Linked DNA regions of Sus scrofa: region 2 is linked to region 1. Evidence: chromatin contacts called from public Hi-C data. All regions are on one chromosome and are shown on one strand. Each heading gives the region's core, a stretch centred on a gene start, on an enhancer-like site or on the middle of the called end of the contact. The rest is flanking DNA. Distances are from core to core; before and after follow the strand shown.

The links. A called contact is a pair of places that touch in the nucleus more often than the background predicts.
Region 2: a contact with region 1 is called in a Hi-C map of skeletal muscle, with 5 times the contacts expected there. The contact joins the promoter of TCHP here to the promoter of C14H12orf43 in region 1. A contact is called at or near these places in 1 of 5 promoter capture datasets (fetal liver) and 8 of 47 Hi-C or Micro-C datasets (embryonic fibroblasts, fetal heart ventricle, heart right ventricle and 4 more).

What each region holds. Positions count from the first base shown.
Region 1 is chr14:40,896,059-40,901,606 of Sscrofa11.1, forward strand. It overlaps C14H12orf43, which reads right to left and starts at 3,039. Exons shown (of 6, transcript XM_001929089.4): 1 at 2,821-3,039. The coding sequence starts at 2,947. It overlaps OASL (2'-5'-oligoadenylate synthetase like), which reads right to left. Exons shown (of 5, transcript NM_001031790.1): 5 at 3,992-4,234. The coding sequence ends at 4,039.
Region 2 is chr14:41,074,530-41,080,077 of Sscrofa11.1, forward strand. TCHP (trichoplein keratin filament-binding protein) reads right to left here and starts at 3,115. Exons shown (of 13, transcript XM_003483443.4): 1 at 2,962-3,115; 2 at 1,229-1,422; 3 at 1-119. The coding sequence starts at 1,422.

The DNA.
Region 1 (5,548 bases), core at 1,789-4,288:
AATCCTGGCCAAGTTATTTCACCTGACCATCAGCTTTCTCATCTGTAAAATGGGGCTAATAATTTCCTCTTTGTGGAATTACAGGGAGGGCTCAACTCATGGTGGTTGTTATTATTGGAATTGCCCAAGAATGTATATATATGTGTCTAGTATCTTGCCTGTCACATAGTAGGTGCTCAATAAAAAGCAGTGCTCATTATTAGTAGCTACAACTACTTTGATCAGGAGAAGATTTACAACATAACAACAAAGAGTTGTGAAGCTGATGATACCTTCGATGTCACTTCTTACATGTCTATTTCTTTACATGATGGTCAAAAGCTTATTTGTGTTTGGGACTCGGAACAACCCAACTGCATTTTAAAGACAAGGAAGCTGTGGCTCCCAAAAGCTATGATACTTGTTCAGGGACTGCATCAGAGCTGGTGCTTAAAATCAGGTCCTCCTTCCACTACCACACGGGAACCCATTCTGTCAAGGCAGAAGCAACTGGACTGGGAGGCTGGCTGGAGTCTCAACTTCTCACTCATTACAGGTGCCTTCTGGGCAAGTTCATTCATTTAAGAACTATTTTCCTGAGCACTGTGTAGGCCCTGGGGAATACCGTGGTGAAGGGATCCCAGCCCTTGCAAAGTCCACATCATGTAACCTCTCACTCAATAAATATTTGTAGAGCAAGTATGGGCCAGAGTTGACTCTAAGTGCTGGGGACTCAGGGTTGAAAGGAAAAAAGATAAGAGGCAACTGTAGAAGAAAGGAAAGCATTATATATGAAGGGAATCCCACAAAGTATGACGATGATGGAGAAAAGGTATGTAACCCTGCTTTCCCAAAGAGACGGTATCTCAGCTGTATTAAAGGATGAGTGGGGATCAGACGATCCATGAAGGAGGAGGGGGAAAGCAATCCATGAAGAGAGACTAACTACATAATTACTGCTCTTATTGGGTCTTTTGTTGTTGTTGTTGTTATTTCCCCAATACAATTTTTTTTTCCTACTGTACAGCATGGTGACCCAGTTACACATACATGCACACATTCTTTTTTCTCACATTATCATGCTCCATCATAAGTGACTTTACTGGGTCTTTAATATGCGTCAAGCACTGCAGGTGCATCATCTCAGTTACTTCGCAAACTTATGGGGTGGGCACTACCATCATTCCCACTTTACAGATGAGGAAATTGAGGTAAAGTGAGATTTAAATACCTTGCCCAAATTCTAACTGCCAGTGAGTGACAGAGATGGAAGGACATTTCTCTATATAAAAAAGGAAAACTGCAGGAGTTCCCATCATGGCTCAGTGGTTAAGGAATCCAACTAGGAACCATGACGTTGTGGGTTCGATCCCTGGCTTTGTTCAGTGGGTTAAGGATCCGGCATTGCCGTGAGCTGTGGTGTAGGTTGTAGACGTGGCTCGGATCCTGCATTGCTGTGGCTGTGGCTGTGGAGGTGGCTACAGGTCTGATTAGACCCCCTAGCCTGGGAACCTCCATATGCCAGGGTACGGCTCTAGAAAAAAAAGACAAAAAAAAAAAAAAAAAGAAAAGAAAAGAAAAAAAAGAAAAGAAAGAAAGAAAGAAAAGAAAATGAAAACCTCAGAGTAGTTACGGTGCCCAGAGATGAGTCTGGAGCCTACCCACAGGAAGTGTGCAGTGTGGCAGGAAGGTAAGAAGGGACAGGTAGGCAGGAAAAGGATTACCAAAGGGCCTGTAAGTCCTTTAAAAAAAAAAAAAAAAAAAAAAAAAAAAAAAAAAAAACAGGGATTCTTAACCTTGCTTTGCCATGGTCTGCTCTGGCAGTCTGGTAAAGCCTGGATCCCTTCTCAGAGCAATAGTTTAGATGCAAAAAAATATAACACATAGGATTACAAAGAAGACCAGTGATATGAACTTCACTTATTGTTAATAGAAAAACACCAAGTTTGTGTTATTGTTAATATATATACTTCTTCATTAATGCATTAAATAAGATCTACTAATGGGTATACAAATTACCATAATTTTATTTTATTTTATTGGCCAGGCCTGCAGCATGTGGAAATTCCCAGGCCAAGAACTGAACCTGTGTCACAGAAGCGACCCAAGCCGCTGCAACAATTCCAGATCCTTGTGCCCACTGCGCCAATAAGAGAACTAAGAAATTACAGAGATGCGTGTAAATGATTTTTTTCAACATTTTATTGTGAATAAAATATTTTGATATATCTGCAAAGGCTGAAACGAGATATGAAAACCTGTAGCTTTTGTAAGTAACAGGTATTGCCAAAACTACTGTGGCTTGTTGTTCACATGCATGATGAAAACAGATGCTAAATTTCAGAGATTAATAAGAGTATAAATGAAATATTTTTCCCTTTCAGATTCACTGACCCTCTGAATTCTGACCATAATTTGGGTACCCTTATGTTAAAAGGCGTTGGATTTATTCCCAGGGCACTAGGAAGTCAGGATCAGAGATACATGTTGGGTACAGTTCGCTGGCAGCCCCAGGGTATGAGAATGTGTTGGTAGCGGGAAAAGACTGAATGTGAGAAGGGGATTGTTGCAGTCATCTGGGAGAGGGAGAGGGCTGCCCAGTGCGTCACAGTTAGGACGGACCCCAAGGAAGCAGAGTCAAGAGACATCCTGGTGCCTTGGTTTCCCTGAATGGGATAATGGAACGATTCTCCCTGCTGTACTTGTCCGCGCTTTAAATCTGAACCCCTGACCCCAGAGACTTCTCAGGGAAAGAAGTCGAGTCCCTCCTCACCATCCATTCTCTCAGGCCGCAGAAGATCCTATGCCCTTCGGCCAGATTCCCCGAATATAGTCCCCTACCGGCTTTTGGCTTCTCCAGGCCTCTCGGGCGCTGCTCCAAACCCCAGGCCGGCATTGCCGCCTCTCGGCACCGCTCCAGCTCCTCTGCATCGCTGCTACTGCTGCTACTACTCTCCAAGTAGCTCATGGAACCACTGGGCGCCGCCACCTTGTGTCACCGCAAAGGATTGTGGGGAGCGCCTCCTGGAGCGATCCTTCTCCATGACCCCACAAAGAGCGAAGGGGAGCGCAGGGCATTGTGGGTATTGTAGTTCTCAAACTTACGTCGCCGTTGGCCTTGTACTATCCTAAGGTTTTCCTCAAACGTGAGAGCTGGAAGTGCCTGAGAAATCAACTAATGCATCCTTTTCTTTTGTCTTTTTGCTATTTCTTGGGCCGCTCCGGCGGCATATGGAGGTTCCCAGGCTAGGGGTCTAATCGGAGCTGTGGCCGCCAGCCTACACCAGAGCCACAGCAACGCAGGATCCGAGCCCCATCTGCAACCTACACCACAGCTCACGGCAACGCCTGGATCATTAACCCACTGAGCAAGGGCAGGGACCAAACCCGCAACCTCATGGTTCCTAGTCGGATTCGTTAACCACTGCGCCACGATGGGAACTCCCGCATCCTTTTCTTGATGAGGAAAATGAGACCTAACTTTTAATAGGTTGATTGGAGTAAATCTGATTACATAACGTCCTTTGATAATAATGATACTATTACTTTCCTTAAGTTCTTGGACCATTAGATACTCTTTGTGCATATGTTTTGGGAGTTGAGGGGATTTTTAACACTGCGTCATCCTTGCTCTCCCAGACTTAGCCTATCTTCTCAGTTTCCCCACAGTCCTCACTTTTCAGCGTTGAGAAGCGCAAATGAAATGATTTTTTTTGGGGGGGGGGGTCTTTTTAGGGCTAAAACTGCAGCATATGGAGGTTCCCAGGCTAAGAGTGGAATCCACAGCAACGAGGGCTCTGAGCCGAGTCTTCAACCTACACTACAGCTCATGGCAATTACAGGATCCTTATACCCACTGAGCGAGGCGAGGGATTGAATCTGTGGCCTCATGGATACCAGTCAGATTCGTTTCCTCTGAGCCATGACAGATACTCCAAGAGGCTCAAATGATTAAGCAATAATCTCTAGGACAGCATTGGCGCCCGTGGAAAGAAACAAAGACCACCCAAAAGAGAATGAACAAAGATTATTTATTCCTGAATTGTTATTGCCAGGGAATCAGTCACAGCCTTTGGCTGAGACTCTGAAGCAAGCAGTGTAGTGGGAAGGCTTTATATACCACGGGGGGACTGGGCTCTTGTTGTTATGGCAACAGCACTGTTTCAGGCACTGTCTGGCCCTCTGACTGACTATGTCCCATCTGTAGCCATAGGCCACATTGTAGGTGGGGTCAGCCGGATCCAGGATGATAGGCCTGCAACACAGAGAGAGGGTGCTCAGGTTCTTTCTTGTTTGGAGGCCTACAAGCCAGAAAAAAATATTCCCGGCAATCTTCTGAGCATCTGGAATGTCCAGAGCCCGGGAGGCCTCCAAACATTGCCGGAGAGTTAGAGAATGGAGAGGATTCTAAGAATTCCTTTTAGGGAGAGTGCTTTAGGTATTTGCAAGGAATTTTCAAGGTGTATAGGAAGTGAGACCCCGAAAGGCATGCTGGAACAATACCAGTGGCCCACTTGGGCAGGTGGGCCTCTTACGTTCAGAGCTTTTGTTTTGCTGAGCCAGATACATAAGTGAGCTTGAGGCTAGAGCTGCTGAACTGCTTGGGATAACAGTAACACCACCACCACCACCATTAAACTATGTTTATTGAGGCACTGGATCAGACCCTACATGAATTAACCTATTTTGATCCCTACAACAATTTTTTTTTTTTCTTTTTAGGGCCACACCTGCTGCACATGGAGGTTCCCAGGCTAGGGGTCAAATGTGAGCTGCAGCTGCCAGCCTACACCACAGCCGTAGCAACATGGGATCTGAGTGGTGTCTACGACCTACACCACAGCTCATGGCAATGCCAAATCCTTAACCCACTGAGTGAGGCCAGGGATTGAACCCACATCCTCATGGATCCTAGTCAGCTTCATTTCCACTGAGCCACAACGAGAACTCCACTACAACAATACTATCAGGTAGGAACTATGATGATGATGGCGATAATGATTTTCCCCATTTTACAGATGAGGAAACTGAGGCATGGACCTCTCTAAGTTCTCCCAACCTGAAGATGGCATTCTTACCCATCTCCTCTGCCTCAGCAGAGGAGAGGTTGGGAGTTGGGCTGCCACCAAGCCTCTCTCCTCTAGGTAAATGTTGAATAAATATTTTAAAGAATATTGGTTTGAAGGGGGTCTCAAAGCCTACTTGAGTTGCTTGGGGTAACCACATGCTTTGAATGCCAAGTCCATGATCAAGACCTGGCCCTTGTACTCCAGGGCCTTTTGACTTAGGTGGGAGCTGAGACCTGATCTATGAGACAGAATGTGGTAGCAGGTTATTGATGGGAACTGGGCACTTCAGGCTCCTTATTCTAAACTCCCAACATCCCTGGCTCCATGAACTGGTCCTGCCTGAAGGAGGCAGGGAGCAGGGCCAGGCTGCCCTGTGGGATGGGGTCACCTGACCCACAGTGACCCACCAGATGACCTGACATGAAAGGCCTGTGTCCAGTGATCAGATTGGTTCCCTGTGGAATTTGGACCAGGGATGATGGAGGTTCTTCAACAACTAG
Region 2 (5,548 bases), core at 1,865-4,364, 180 kb after region 1:
CTAGTTCTCTGACTAGCAGGTCCTGCTCCTCCAGCAGAAGCTGTCTGAGTCTCTGCCGTCTGGCTTCCAGACGCTTTCTCCCCTCCTCCTTCATCTTCTCCCGCTGGTAGGCATGCATGCTGGGCGAGAAGGGGCCACCAGCAGTCAGTCAGTCGTGCCACAGCCACACGGGGAAGGGTAAGGCGCAGCTCAACGTGGGGGGTGAAAGAGGCTAAAGCCAACAGAATGGGGTGACCCAGGAAGGTGCCCTCTGGCCAAAGGAAAGAGAGCAGGTGACAGAACACTAGACATTATAGAATCTTATTTTTGCAAGAAGAAAATGTATAGTGAGCTTACATATGCATGTGCTAAAGGGACTAGCTAATATTTGAGCAATACCATGTACCAGGTTTTATATTAACCCAGACAATTTTATACGAATCATCACACAAATCCTGTAAAGTAGGTTCTGTTTTAGTCCCACTTCACTGATGAGGAAACTGAGGTTCATTCATATAGCAAGTGACAGTCAGGATTTCTATCTAGGTCTGTCTGACTCCAAAGCCTATGTTGTTGTTTTGTTTTGTTTTTTTGTCTTTTGTCTTTTCAAGGTTGTACCCACAGCATATGGAGGTTCCCAGGCTAAGGGTTGAATCGGAGCTGTTGCTGCCGGCCTATGCCACAGCCACAGCAATGCGGGATCCGAGCCACATCTGTGGCCTACACCACAGCTCACGGCAACACCAGATTCTTAACCCACTGACTGAGGCCAGGGATCAGACCCACAACCTCATGGTTCCTAGTTGGATTTGTTTCTGCTGTGCCATGACGGGAACTCCCAAAGCCTATGCTTTTAACTTCCATGTTTTTATATGTATTTCTATAAAAATGGGTATCAGTATGTACATATATTTACACACAACCACAAATGGAGAAAAGTATGTGGGGATGTGCACCAGTTAACTGTGGTTCCTTCCTGGGGATAGGGGGTTTCAAGGAGACTTGCAGATTCTACATACATTTCTCATCATTTTATCTTTTTCAGTACAAATGTGTTGCTTCACTGACGATCTTTTTCTTTTTTTTTTCAATTTCCAGTGGAAAGACATCACCGTGCAGGTGATCCATGCAATCCAGTAAATTCCTTAAGAACACATGCTGGCCAGCCACACTCCCCCAGATCCTCAGGTCACATCTGACCAGAAAGTGGCCCACCAACCACAGATGGTGGTGGTCACCACACTGTTACCTCCGCTGGTAGGAGGACCTGGAGCTCCATTCTGCCTGTTTGGAGCTGCAGATGTCAGACATCTTGAAGTAGCGGCTGTTCTCATCCCACTGCTGCCGAAGCTGGGCCTCCTGCTCCCGGTGTCGCTGTCGTGCGGCCTGCTGATCCAGGAGCCTTCGGCTGCACCAGGAGGAAGGCAGTGTGGGGAGTGCCATCTGAGAAGAACAGCATTGGTAAGAAAATGAGCCTGTGCCAACCCCTTGCCCCTTTAATGAGTGGGCCTCACCCCTGGGCTGCACATTGGGATGGTCTGGTAGAGGCTGGGTCCTAATCCAGACCAATTGAAAGTCCTGTGTAGGCCCCCAGTCATTAGCACTTTAAAAATGACTTGGTGGGGGGATAAATTAGGAGTTCAGGATTAGCATATATACTACTATGTATAAAAGAGATAAACAACAAGGCCCTAGTATATAGTGCAGGAAGCTATACTCAGTGTTTTATAATGACCTATAACAGAAAAGAATCTGAAAAAGAATATATAACTGAATCATTGTGCGGTATACCTAAAACTAATACAATATTGTAAATCAACTATATATCAATTTAAAAAAAATAAAGACTTGCCACTGGGGCTGCAAATCATCTATTTAAATAAGCCTGGACTGCACCCAGCTGTGAGCTAGATGTCATCAAGGGAACCACAGACATAGAGGACCAGTCCTGGCAATGCTAGACAAGCACACTGGTGACTTCTATGCACTGCCTAAAGTAACAGAGACGATAACTTAAGAGATGTGTTTGTGTGCCAAGCTCATGACATGTATGGCCTTTTTTGATGTTACTCTCACCCCATTATTTGGATAGGTGAGAAAACTTAAGTTCAAAAAGGTAAAACAACTTGCTCAAGATCACAAGGCCAGGAAGTAGAGAAACTTTATAAAAGCTAGGGGATCCCATTTCCTGTCAGTCTGAGAGGAGGGCCCTGGCTTTGCAGACAGCGAGAGGCTGCCTGTTGGGATCCCTTTGGCAACTCCCAAAGAGGAGCCCAATCCAGGTGTCACACCTGGAAGTGCTCTGGATTAGCAAGAAGGGAGACCCCTCATTTTACAGATGGAGAAACTACAACTCAGAGAGGAATCGACTTGCAGATCAAGGAGCACTCTGGAGACCCGACAGCAGAACCAGTCTGACTCCGGACACCTCTTCCTCTGGTCCAAAAGCTGCCCCATGTCCAGGGTCTACACAGTGTCTGGCTATGCTCGTGCTTAAGGAGCGTCTATTGAATAAGCAAACTCAGAGCCCTCCAAACCTGGAGGGAAATAATCTGCTTCTATGAGCCAAGTTTAGCCTGAGGCTGCCAGTTTATGATCTGTCTTAAGACTGTGCCAGGCTTGACAAACTTTCTTCCTAGTCCTGTGATCCGCCTGCAGATAAACTTTGCACCAGGAATCAAGAAATGTAGGATTCCAGTCCTGGATCGGCCACCAACAAAATGGGCTGCTCCCTGAACTAGTCGAATCCCTCTCTCAGCCTCAACGGCCACGAATGACAAAAGCGGTTACACAGGCAAGTGTAGGACCCAGATCGCGCGCAGGGAGCAAAGTGAGGACCGGAAGTCGAACCCCCGCAAGCCCAGCGATCGCCGTCTCGGGTAGGCGGGCGAGCTTCCCGCCAGCGCGGGCCTGACTGTAGCGGAGCTCTGCGGGTCCCGTCCCCAACGCCGGACCCCGGCCAAGCCCAAACCCCAGACTCACGTTTCTCTGCACCCCGGAGATTCGGAAGAGTGCCCCAGCCCGAGCTCCCGTACGCCCCAACTAAGCCGAGCCCAGCCGGCAAGACGCTCCGGGGAAGCGATGCACCCACCAGCCTTTTCCCCCTATCGTTGTCGGGGCAACGGGCCAGTGACGGGGCGCGGCGAGGGCCAAACTTCCTCCCGCGCGATTGCTGGCCGCTCTGAAGGAAAGAAAAAGAGGTTGTGTTTCTCTCTGGCGCCCCCGCGTGGTGGGCGGGAGCTCAATCGCAAACATCACTGGTCCTGTAAACTGGGAAGGAAAGAAGAAAAGAATCCGTTCACTACACCAAATTCAGAATGGTGGCTACATAGGGGAGACAAGGATGAGGGTTGGGGGAAATCAGAAGAATATAGAAGGGGATATATAAGCCACATGAGAATCATCTGGGAGCTCTTAACAATCCAGATGTCCAAGCCAAACTCCAGAGAAATCCCATCAAGCTCCCTGAGGGTATCAGTGGTTGTGTAAGCTCCCCAGGTGCATCCAACGTGCAGCCAGCTCAAAGAACTGCCGATGTAAATAGGTATGAGTTATTAGTAACTTTCTATTGTCTTAGGATGGTGGTGGGTTCAAGGGTGTTCATTCTCTTAGTGTGTTTTATAGCTCGCATGTGTTACATGTATTAAGTATCAATCATTCCATTAAAATAAATAATAAAATATTCACTCTTTCATTCATGTTCTTTTCATTTTCTCATTCTTGCCTTAATTTCTTTTTCCCTTCATTCCTTCATCCCTTGTCCGCTTCTCTCTTTTTCCTGGATGCAGAGTAATGTCCTTTGAATGTAGTGGCCTCTGTTGCAGCCTTGACCATGCTAGATGTGTGGTCTTGGACAGGTCACTTCATCACTCCATGCCTCAGCATCCTCATCTGTAAAATGAGAATGTTAAAGTAATTGAGAAAGGCGGCCATTTGACTGGGGAGGCTCTGACCCTTTGGTAGCCTATGCAAGCAAACCTAAACCTAGGTCAGATTCATCTGAGCTAGTGAAATTTACCAATCCCAAAGAGCCAATGAGGGAGTTCCCCGTCATGGTGCAGTGGAACAAATCTGACTAGGAACCAGAGGACGCAGGTTTGATCCCTGGCCTCGCTTGGCGGGTCAAGGATCCGGCATTGCAGTGAGCTGTGGTGTAGGTCGCAGACTTGGCTCGGATCCTGCGTTGTTGTGGCTGTGGCATAGTCTGGCTGGCAGCAGTAGCTCAGATTTGACCCCTAGCCTGAGAACTTCCATATGCCGCAAGTGCAGCCCTAAAAAGCAAAAAAAAAAAAAGAAAAGAAAAGTAAAAAACCAAATAGCCAATGAGACTTTCCCAAACAAGGCAGTTACTTAAGCGGCAGGCAATCAAATGATTTCCTCGTTTCCACATCTTCTCTGCAAAAACCTCTCTCCTAGGTTCTGCCCGTACACATTCGGTTCAGTGCTACCTGATTCAAATCAATAAGTCTTGACATTTTTACTGTGCCTCAGTTTATCTTTTAACAAGAATACCAACAGGGCTGCCTTCTAGGGTTACCCTTGTGAGATGCAATGAAGGTTTAAATGGAGCACACCTAGGTGCAGAGCACCTGCTGTCCCACAGGGGCCCACACTCTCTCACATCTCACTTTACTTGACATGTGTTTGTTCAACATCTGCCCTGCCCCAGGGTTAGCCTCTGATTGGTTTCGCCCTCTTTGACCAAGCTTTTGGCCAATCTTCCATGTGTCCCCAATGAAGAGGGGAAGTAGGTACCCACCCTGATCAGCCCAGCCAGAGCAGCCCTGACAACAAAAGAGTACATATAAAAAATACTTGTTACTGGGCCTCCTTGAGTGTGGGAGGAACTTCAGAAATGTGTGGATTTTATTGTGAGAGACTTGCCTTCAGTTCCTGGATTTTGTCCCTCTTGGACAAGGGCCTTCCGCTCTCTGGACCTCAGTTGCCTCATCTGTATAATGACCTTAAGGGAACAAACAAGCTCCACCAGTGGGTTCAAGGGCCTAAGGCTTGACTGGCCTGGTCCTGGAAGCCTGAGACCCTGGGCCATAACCTCTGGGCTTCTTTTTTCGGGACAGCGCTTGCCCAAGGAACAATAGCTTGTAAGTGGTAGATCCAGGGAACTGAACCCAGCTCTATTAATTCCCTCTCTGCAGTACCATGAGGGTAGTGCTCATTACCCTCCATGCTGTGGTTCCAGTGTCTGGCATAGAGCAGGCACAATAAATATTCATTGACAATGAGTGAGCAGATTCCCTCTAACTTTGAGTCCTGCAAAAGAAAAAGGGGAAGATGGTGTTTAAAGAAAGCAAAAACACCAAAAAACAACAAAAACAACAAAAAAAACCAAGAAGGAACTAACATTGTTTGAATACTCAACACGTGCCAGATGCTTTTCCTTGTTTTTTCTTGTTTAAGCTTCCCTCTAACATGGGAGATTCCTGCCCCCATTTTGCGGATGAGGAAACTGAGACCCTGAAAGGCCAAGTAATTTCTTGAAGTCACAAAGCAAGGACAATGAGAGCCAGGATTTACACCCAACTTCCAGAGCTCATGAACCTCTTTTCAG